Linked DNA regions of Drosophila melanogaster: all the other regions are linked to region 1. A link is a contact called in public Hi-C data. All regions are on one chromosome and are shown on one strand. Each heading gives the region's core, a stretch centred on a gene start, on an enhancer-like site or on the middle of the called end of the contact. The rest is flanking DNA. Distances are from core to core; before and after follow the strand shown. Region 1 holds the start of ND-49 (NADH dehydrogenase (ubiquinone) 49 kDa subunit). Region 2 holds the start of 4E-T (eIF4E-Transporter). Region 3 holds the start of Abcd1 (ATP binding cassette subfamily D member 1).

Region 1 (3,493 bases), core at 404-2,903:
TTAACGTAGACTTAGTTTTCACCTCTTCAAGATTAAATTTTGATACTGAAAATGAAATTGATATAATACCTAGGGTTCTTAGAAAATTTAACCCGACTTTTTTAGAGCGGAATTATACTTTTCAATTTATCTCGTCAAAAAGTTTACTAGGCAGTTAAAAAAGAAACAATACTTTAACGGCATTCTTTTTCGACCCGTATATGTATATGAACTACAAAATAAAAGGATTTCAACCTTCAATTCGAAGGTCGTTTGGCAAACGGAAAGAAAGACAAAAAATATATCGACATGGCTGTGTAAACTGATCAAGAATATGTGTTCTTCTATTGACATTTCCTCCTTTACTTCGTTGACAATCCTGACTGAAATTAGTTTACCCATTGCAAAATCTAACTACATATTATATCTACTCATTCTAAGCTTTGAGATCATTACGCGTTAACATTTTAATGTAACAGTAGCATATTATGCGTATTTATATTTTTATGTAAAGTTTATACAAGTTGATCTTTAAAACAAACAGCCTAAGACTGAGGGATCCTGTTTGCGCCGCGTTCGGCGGCAGTCGGCGAAATAAGCAGCTGTTAATGCTGATCAACAATATTTATATGTTGACTACCGCCACCTGACAGATTACGAGATTTTTAAAAGTACTTCGCTTTAACTTTGGAAACCGCCTAATTGATTTGATTCGACCCTGATTGATCAAAAATACTTATTTAACAGGCCGGCAAACCAATTATCAATTTAAGTGGGATACTACATTTTAATACATGTATGGTACATTTTCTATACAAACAGGGTTGGTAATGGCTTGGCGAAATATTAATATATTTTTTAACATTCATAGTCATAAACAATCAACATGGCATAAGATCAACAATATATAGCGGATCTGCAGTTCTTGACATTCAATTTATAACGGAACAATCAATATATTTCTTAAAAATTGTATGTTTAAGTGATAAAACATCCCAACAGCATTATACAATTACATATGTATGTATACACCAAAAGACATTTCTGTATACATACACAGTGACGACACACTCTCCGAGGAGACAGAAGAAACTCTATATATACACAAACATCTTACTCTCGGGGAAACATTCTTATTCGATACGATTAACAATCCGGTACAAATATGTTGGTATAACATAGTTGACATATAAAAACACAAAATATACATATATGCCCATAACACCGTCTTCCTTTTTTGGTACATCTTTTTCAAAATTACATTTTCACATGATTAAAAATTGTTCCAAACAGGTTTTTGTCTGAAGAGAAATACTCGAAAACAGCTCATTTAAATTAGTTTTTTCTACACTTGGACTACATACAAGAATTATTTATATAAATACTGTAGAGCTAGAGCTATAAAAAAAACTTGTTTAGAGCTGGAACAAAAAACGATGTTTACTTTAACTTTCGATGTATAAAGAAACTTAAGGGCATCGATAATTTTACAAATCAATCGATAGCGATTTTTTTCCAAAGGCCCGTATAATCTTATAATATAAGTCAAATGGTTTGGTTTTTTTTTTTTTTTTTGAATTTAACATATGCGAATTTCTACTATAAGTAATATTCACAGTAAAAACCATACCATATTGATAGGAAACTGTCTTATAAAGATTTTATTTGACATTTGTTGTAGCAGAACCATTATGTAAGTTCCTAGTAAATTTTTTAGCTAGGCTTAAGCACTATTTTATGTTTTAAGAATAATTTTATAATTATTAAAATTTATCTATTACCCGTGTCGAACCTATTTTGATTGGTGTAAGAAGTTTGAAACCCAGTGAAAGAGTTAAGAATTTGAAGTAAATATATATATGGTCAGTATCAAGAGCCGAGTCAGCACTACCGTCTGTCCGATCATCCGTTTTTACGTTACTATCTCTTAGCACCGGTTCTTGACTGCATAAAATTTTTGTTCAAGTTAAAAGAGTTTTCATAATTTTGTTTTCTTAAGTTTAGTCATCGGACGAAAAGTCCAGAAATCAATTGTTAATTAAAGAATTTAAATAGTTTCGTTGTTTTTAGTCATTAAATGTCCACATTCGCTCTGCTGAGATACTGCTAAGATATATAAGTTTAGCCTTGCAGAAGCTATCATTATTATCTCTAGTAATTATATTTTTATAGTGCTCCATTAACGCAAAATTCGCTTCATTGGGATGATGTAAAATTCAGGTCTTCGAAAAATTAATTGCAATTATTGTTTATAACATTATATAAAGATAAATAAAAACTTGGGTAAACGAGCAGGATGACAAAGTGTGTAATATATATAAGGGAATTTATGTGTTTTGCACTTCATTTTCATGAAGCAACAACCTGCGATATATTATTGGTGTAAATAGTATATAAGCTGTACGAGATTCGGTGTTTAAAGTAATTTTCGATATTTTTTGGATAGAATTCCGATTGCGGATAACTATTTGGTTGTATTAGATTCCTGAATTGTTACTAAAGAAACATAAATAGAGGAATTTGACTATCAGGATGGCCAATATAATGAGAAGAACGTTGATTCCTGGACTTTCACACTTGAGGCTGCGGCCACAACTTGTTGCAGCTGGATCGGCCGCGTTAACGTAAATAGTAAATGCTTACATAATTCGAATATATCATTTATATTTGTCCAATTGGAAACTCGTTGTTTAGTTCTCAGGAGACGCGACGGGGAGCAGCCAAGTGGTATCCAGACCCTGAGTTCATGAAGCAGTTTAGCGGCCCGGTGATGTATCCAGACGAGGTCACATCACTTTGGACAGTGCCACCATGGAACAGTTAGTTGGTAACCCAATATTAAACTGACCCTTGAACTAATCGCTTGACTTACCTCCTCTACTAGGCAAAGTAACGCCTGTCGAAAAGTCGGTGCGTAATCTGACCTTGAACTTCGGCCCACAACATCCCGCCGCCCACGGAGTCCTTCGTCTTGTGCTGGAGCTGGATGGAGAGGTTTAAGCTGTTAATCGACCACAGGTCTTGTGTAAATTAAAACCTCTGTTATTGCAGACCGTTATGCGTGCCGATCCGCATATTGGGCTGCTGCACCGTGGGACCGAAAAGCTCATAGAGTACAAGACATACACCCAGGCATTGCCGTATTTTGACCGGCTGGACTACGTCTCGATGATGTGCAACGAGCAATGCTACTCTCTGGCTGTAGAAAAACTCCTTAATATTGATGTGCCTCTCCGTGCTAAGTACATTCGAAGTAAGAATACAAAGTAATTTTCTCTTGCTCTTGACTTTGTAGTCATTAAGAAGATTTCAATAGTTTCGCTTTTTTAATATATGTATATATATATTATAATTTAGCATTGTCACCATCGCCATAAATCTTACGCAACAAAATCTTTTTAAAAGTTCTATTTAATTTTTGATTACCAAAAAAAAAATATTTTAAATTTGGGTTTGATTATTAAAATTATTTTAATCTAAAATTTAAAGTGAGATGAAAAAGTACCCACTATTT
Region 2 (3,493 bases), core at 335-2,834, 390 kb before region 1:
CCGTTAGGTCAATGCAGGACGGCATATAGAAATTGGGTGACGCACTCTTAGACCATAACCAAAACTATCGTATATTCTCAAAAAAAGGGGACTATGACTATAAAAATAGCTATGTATTTAACTCTAAACCTCTATAGATTTTGATAGACCATGACATTGTGTGGAACATGATGTCATTTTCTAGACATTGTGCACGAAGATCATTCCCGAAGTCGACCGAACACTTATTCCGTGCATGTTTCATCAGACCGCCGGCAGCATATTTTAGCGTTAGGCGTGCACTTCCTTGTATAACTGTGTACACCTACAAAAAATTTCAAAATCAATCTATCGGGCACGCTCCGTTAATCGAAGTACTTTACGATTTCGATTTTAAAGATTGGTGCTCCGGTTTTCAAATTCGTAAGGATTTTCGATGTGTATAACGGGCACTTTTGTCTGGCCGAAATGAAAAGTATATGCCCATTTTTATATCACGTTAGATCTTAACCAAGGGAAAAAATAGTTCAGTAGTCTATTGATTTATATTCATTAGTTATTTTATATACAATTTATTTCTGACCCCATCAAAAATTTGATATACAAAATTTTGCTGTCGGCAACAAAAATTTTCGATTTGGCATTTTAAAACGCAAGATCGGTGCTCCGGTTTTCAAATTCGTAAGGATTTTTCGATTTGTAAAACGGACACTTTTGTCTGGCCGAAATGAAAAGTATATGCCCATTTTTATATCACGTAAGATATTATTTACCAAGGGAAAAAATAGTTTACTCAGTGGTCTATTGATTTATATTAATTATTTATATTCATTATTTATTTTATATACAATTTATTTCTGACCCCATTAAAAATTTGACATACAAAATTTTGCCGTCGGCAAAAAAAATTTTCGATTTGGCATGGGGTCATGCGTGCGTCGACTAAACTTACTTATAAAATATAAAAGAATTAATTATCTTAATTTAAAAGATGGCCTATAGTGTTCGTAAGTAATGCTATTTAATTTAATTAATTAAACGGTCAAAATGCAGTAAAAAATTAAATGCGAACATCGGAATTAAAATTGTGAAAAAGGTGTCCGCTGGAAAACAGCTTAAACAGCTGTTTACTGTACAGAAAACACTCCGACAGCAAAAAATTTTACGAAATCAAATCGAATTCGGAAACAAATTACGATTATTCGGTAATGCATGCCTGATTATAATTTCTTGATTTGTTTTATATTAAATTTAAAATTTAATAGTTTAATAATATAAAAATATTCTTATTTATATTATATATTATGAGTATTTCAAATGTAAATAATCATATAAACTATTTTATAAAACATCGACGTTACATAAATAAAATTTATTTTTTGTTTTTCAAGTGTAAATAATAATATTAATCATTTTAGAAAACATTCGGCACCTTTACTCGACGCTCATACGAACGGACAGATATGCTTAGTCTGGTATCGCTTTAGCACCAGTAGGAAAAACCTAGAATTTCTTTTCCCACAAATGTCACAACTTCAAAATTCCATTGTTTCACGGTGTTTCTCTTTTAATGTTTCAATATTAATATATATAATGCCTTAAGGTTCAATAAGAACAAAATATTTTCAATGTCTATATCCCACTCCAATTTAGCGTGATATTCACAAAGCTAATCGCAACATTGTGAGCATTAAAAATTGTTATATATGTATGTAAGCGTCTTGGGATTATATTCTCATGAAACTCAACAGTCATATATATGGCCTTAAAATACGTATATATATATATATATATTAATTTTTCAAAGTGTGTGTTTGCATAAGTGGTGTGTACTATTTGTATATTCATTGTACAATTTCTCCCGTTCATATAGGAGAGTGTTCTGTTTTTAATAATTTTGGATATCTTAACTTTTTCGACTTTCTGTAATAAGTTAGATTACACAGTGAACTATAGTCCTTAGCAATGGATACATCAAAGATTAGTGCCAGGTATGTGGATTAAATATTGGTAAATTTTAGTCAACTTTTTCGATATTATTCTCGCGTACTGTTTTTTTAAACTTGTATATGTACTAACATTGTTTTAACAATCTGTTTCACATTAGGTACTCGAAAGTAGACCTGTTAGCTCTAAGATATGAAGGTAAAAGTCGACAGCGCCCGCAATGTTCAACACGACTTGAATTGCAGACGCTAGGTTTTTGGAAAATTAATCTGAACACAGCTGCGTTAACCGTGTCCAGCGCCTATTCTAATCAAAACAAGAATCGACTTTCTCCAGAAGCAGATAACTCGAGCTTAATTTGTTCCAATAGTAGCTCAATAAGTTCACGTCGCGCTATGAGAAATCGAGAACGGGCAAACAACTATTACCAGCGCTTCGTACCTACCGATTCTCTTCTAATAAGTGGGGAGGATAAAGATAAGGATGCGCTTTCTCATGGACAGCCCTATAAGTTGAATATCATCGATCACCGTAGCATATCATCTTCACATTTAATGCCGGCATTTGCAAAGAGGCGTTTTGTCATATCGAAAGGCAGCAACAGCGAGGAAAGCAACGAGGGGATAAACACTTGTGCAAGCAAGGGCAAGGCAGCCAGTTCGCCTAGCCGTAAGGGTAGCGAGTTGGATACTGCTGAGACATGTTTGAATTTTGTTCAGCCGGATCACGACCAATGCATGTCATCTTCACCTACATTTTCAACATCCCGCCAAGAAAGGCGGATTGGTAGCGGTCGGCTGTTGCCAAGAAGTGATAATTGGGATTACAAAAACGAAAAGACCGTAGAAGCCAGCATTGAGAATGAAAAGGAAACATCTCCAAATGGATCTGGAAGTACAAGCAGTCTTAATCAGCACAATCAAAGCCAACATCGTTCTCGAACATTCAGTGGAAGGTTAGTTGAACGTGTTCCCGAAGTCACAGATCGTCGTTTTCAATATGACTCCAAAAAGTCTTTTGATCGTCAGGGAATTAATAATCGACGCATTTCTGGTAAGGAGCCTTTCAGTACTCAAAGCCGAAGCAAGCGTGGCAATTCCTATCTCATTCACGAAGAACCTGAATGGTTCAGTGCAGGACCTAAATCACAGCTAGAAACTATTGATCTACACGGGTTTGAAGACCTGGAAAAAAACGAAGAGCGATCCGTAACTGAAGATAAAAATAATCAAATTCAACAACTTGATAAAAATTTAGACGCGCAAGCAAGCAAAGATGAAGCTTCGATGAGAAACAGCAATGATAGTTTAAATTTCCGCGAAGTCATTCCAAGTGATGAAAAGAAGCACACTGACGAAAATGTAGTGACTTCTATTCAAAACTCAACAGATCTCGGCCATCCCAATAAAAACAAACCAATTCAGATGCAGCCCAGTCAGAATCCTGAAAGTGAATTTAATTTTGATGCCTTTCTTAATATGCATCCCTTGGATAATTCCGTTTTGGTAAATATATTGCAAAAACTAGATTTTAAGGAATGAGTACCTAATCCATTCAGACATTACAT
Region 3 (3,493 bases), core at 404-2,903, 380 kb after region 1:
TTTTTTCATCTTGGTTAGGTATTTCTTATTCAATAGTTGTAAGTGGTTGGCTTGTTGTATTCCAACTTGTCCTAGTATCCAAAGGAGTTTAAAATTGGTATTGAATTTTTGTAGTAGGTTGCGTGCGTGAGATATGTAGTGATCGCTGTTGTTTAGATTTTTAATAGCGGAAAGTGAGTCTGAACATATGCAGAATTTTCCTCTTTTATTTTTGTTGGTTTTTAGGGCCTATAAGGGCTAGAAGCTCTGCTGCGAAGACCGTTCGTTTGCTTTTCTGTAAAAAGTCTCCTGAAAAGTTGTGGGGTCGTGTTGCTTTCGTTGAACTTATTGAGTGTTGTGTCAATTTTGGAGAGATTGGTGTTCCAGGGAGGTAAGGACTGCGCGGGTATTTTTTGTTGTTTAAATGGTAGTTAATGGGCTTTGCTTTTTCTATTATTCGGTCTATTGCTGATTTGTATGGGGGACGTTTTGATGAGCGGTATGATTTTAATATTTTTTATGATTGGGGAGTTGTTAGCGTTGAATAAGGTTTTTGTGAGCTTTGTTATTATTAGGAAGTCCTGTCTATCTTCCAAAGCGCCAAGAGTGATAGATAGTCGAATGATTTATGTATAATATTGGCACTTATCCTAAAATGTTCACAAACTTTTGTTCAACCACTTTTTAAAGTCTTGGAAAAAACATTTTATCTTTGTGTGTTCGTATTAATATATATAGATATTACACGTTTTTTTTCATAAAATATCGATCATTGTCATAGCCCAGTTCCATTATCAAATGGTTTTTTAGCAGATGTGATAGTGAAAGTTCGTAATCGTTTGTACATTTGAGACACAGTTATATGCAACGTGCTGCCACAACTACTATGTATTATGTATAATACTATTTTTTACCTTTTATTTGTCTAAAATCTTCTTTTGTTCCTTACAGCACTTATTGTTTTAAATTATTTTCTATTTTGCGGAAACGAAAAATTATATTGTTTATGTATATACAAATTTTTGTTGTTAGTATTGCCAATATCAAAACTAACTTATTTAATATTATTAATAAATTTCATAGAATGCAAATATGAGTATATATTGCTGTTTTGCAATGAAAATTGCATTAAAATTGCGAGTGCGAGGCAGATATGCCAAACCAAAAAAGTAGCTGTTTAGGTTATTTAGGCGTTACTGTTATCGACATGTTAACTTCCAAATGAATAATTTAAACTTTTCCGGGGATCGATTTTGGTTCTGATGCTGAATGGAATATAGTAACTAGAAAAACTGAATCCTGGAATAAACGATATCTTTCCTTCTCATTATTCTCAAAGTTCTCGGTTGCTTTATTGACATTGGAGACAAAATCAACGGAAGTATTTTAGGATATGTAAATGTTAACTTTATATATTTTCAGTCATTTTTTTTGCTGTTCCAAATTGGTACAACAATACAAGAATGAAGGAAGCCATCCCTAAAAGTGTACTCACACTACAATTTGCAGGATACTTTTAAAAGGAACTTTTGTCCAATCTTTTTTAATTAAAAACAATTTTAAAGGGCCCACGTATTTTATTTCCACCGTTCCATAATTGTTACTAAGCATGTGACGCTATCTTTACGCACATAGCCACACATAAAATTTTGATTGGAAAAGTTTGAGACATTACTAAGTAAGTTACTTTTCTATTTGAAAATTAATCCAAACCTACGAAACCTGCCTTTTACAACTAATAACTCTATATATATATATATCTATTATTTTTGAAACCATCGAAAGCCATCGTAAAATGTTATTGATTATATGGACGATTAATGCCAAAATGTACGTGTTTGTATATGCGTATAAAAAAGTATGGTTATTTTTTTCAGTTTATTGACGTTTAATGTAACTGAAATGGCAAAGAACGCTTACAGCAATCCATACCTCACACATACTAACTGTGCACCTAGGTATGGCTATGTACATACTTTTACTGAAAACAACAAGCTTTAAGCTCTTGTGCAGTTCGGTCATAGCCTTAGATTCTTTCACTTGCCTGGCAGTATCCTTCGGGGACTGTCTATTCTAACAGTACAAATCGTTTATAAACATTGCCGTCAAGTAGTCATTCATAGTTTATTTTCCTGACGTATAAAATTTTCTAACAAAAAGTTGTGCAAGTAGTAGTAGCTATAAGTGTTTTTTTTTTTATTAATCTTTAGGAAAACTATAATGATTCACGAAATCAAACTGTGTATCGTACTTCAGTAAAAATCCAAACCTAGCAATCTAATATACATACATGCATATACATATTTATGTATATATAAAAATAATGTATGCTTATACATTCAACGAATATGTTTTCTAAAATTTAATTATCGCTGGAGTATTATTCACAGTAAACATTGAAATGTGAACAAAGGGTTTGAAATGTTATGTATAAATTAAAACCTACCTACGCTCGTAAGTTTTACTGCCAGTAAAACATCCGTTTATTAATAGCCGAGTCAATTTGCCCATGTCCGTCTGAAAGTATGAACGTCGAGATCTCAGGAAATATAAAAGCTAAAGGGTTCAGCATATAGATTCTAGAGACGCATGTTGCCACGCCCTAAAAACGCTCAAAGGACCAACATTTTTGAAAAATTTTTGTAAATTTTGTCATTAATTTATTATTCTTGTCAAATAACTTTTAACCTCTAACGCCCTAAGGCTGCCAAACCGGTCACGACCACACTTTTTAACATTTTTAATTGTTTTCTCATTTTATTCCACAATATCTCCAGAAAATTGATTAATTTTCCGTCCGCATGTACACTAGCTGAGAAACGGGTATCTGATATTCGGGGAAGTCGACTATAGCATTCTCTTTAGTTAAATTGTTACATTTGGGTAATACAATTTAGATTGAGATTTGTCCCGTGGTTTTCGTATTGCAAACATAAAGCATAAGACAAATCACATATGTATGTATGTACGTACATATTTATAGGTACAGGTTGTAGGTACAATTTGCCTGTATAAAAAGATTCGATGAATTTAATAAAAAGCCGATCTGTCCCCGGAGTTCTTTAATATCTGACAAACATTTCTGCGATATGTTATTCAATACTTACAAGTTTGCTATTAAACAGTTTATCTCTGAAAGACATAGAGCTGTTTGCCGTCAGCTGCTACAGTTGTCGAGTATCAATTATTTCTTAGTGCCCGACATTTTTAATGTTTTATTCATGTACATTGAAACATTTGTAATGTTTCATTTATGTACCTTTAGGTTATCAACTACCAAATTAGTTGTAAATCAAAAAAACTTAAAATAATAACAAGAAAAGCTTTAAAATTTTAAACTAAGCCCACTCTGTTCTCGACAGCTAAAAACATTTAGGGAAGAAGATAAATAAAAAAACAACTAACTCACTACCCATTACTATCTACATTCATACATCTATATAGCTTAAAGTGCAAAGTCTGTTAAATGCGTCTATCATATCAGGTCATCGGTCAGTAACAATAATTGGATCAT

What was found. A called contact is a pair of places that touch in the nucleus more often than the background predicts.
Region 2: a contact with region 1 is called in a Hi-C map of the Kc167 cell line, with 2.7 times the contacts expected there. The contact joins the promoter of 4E-T here to the promoter of ND-49 in region 1. A contact is called at or near these places in 9 of 107 Hi-C or Micro-C datasets (the Clone 8 cell line, the Kc167 cell line, the S2 cell line and 3 more).
Region 3: a Hi-C map of the Kc167 cell line shows a contact between it and region 1, with 2.6 times the contacts expected there. The contact joins the promoter of Abcd1 here to the promoter of ND-49 in region 1. A contact is called at or near these places in 32 of 107 Hi-C or Micro-C datasets (the Clone 8 cell line, the Kc167 cell line, the OSC cell line and 16 more) and 1 of 6 datasets of contacts at active chromatin or transcription factors (the Kc167 cell line).

The regions. Positions count from the first base shown.
Region 1 is chr4:569,714-573,206 of dm6, reverse strand. ND-49 (NADH dehydrogenase (ubiquinone) 49 kDa subunit) reads left to right here and starts at 1,653. Exons shown (of 7, transcript NM_001272135.1): 1 at 1,653-1,672; 2 at 2,426-2,603; 3 at 2,674-2,798; 4 at 2,864-2,973; 5 at 3,031-3,232. The coding sequence starts at 2,512. Ephrin (ephrin,) reads right to left here and starts at 1,452. Exons shown (of 5, transcript NM_166771.2): 1 at 1,036-1,452.
Region 2 is chr4:956,483-959,975 of dm6, reverse strand. 4E-T (eIF4E-Transporter) reads left to right here and starts at 1,584. Exons shown (of 8, transcript NM_166798.2): 1 at 1,584-1,970; 2 at 2,087-3,431. The coding sequence starts at 1,945. lncRNA:CR45201 (long non-coding RNA:CR45201) reads left to right here and starts at 542. Exons shown (of 1, transcript NR_123751.1): 1 at 542-752. It also overlaps asRNA:CR44030.
Region 3 is chr4:191,989-195,481 of dm6, reverse strand. It overlaps Abcd1 (ATP binding cassette subfamily D member 1), which reads left to right and starts at 1,653. Exons shown (of 10, transcript NM_166736.4): 1 at 1,653-1,937. lncRNA:CR44441 (long non-coding RNA:CR44441) reads right to left here and starts at 750. Exons shown (of 1, transcript NR_123744.2): 1 at 1-750.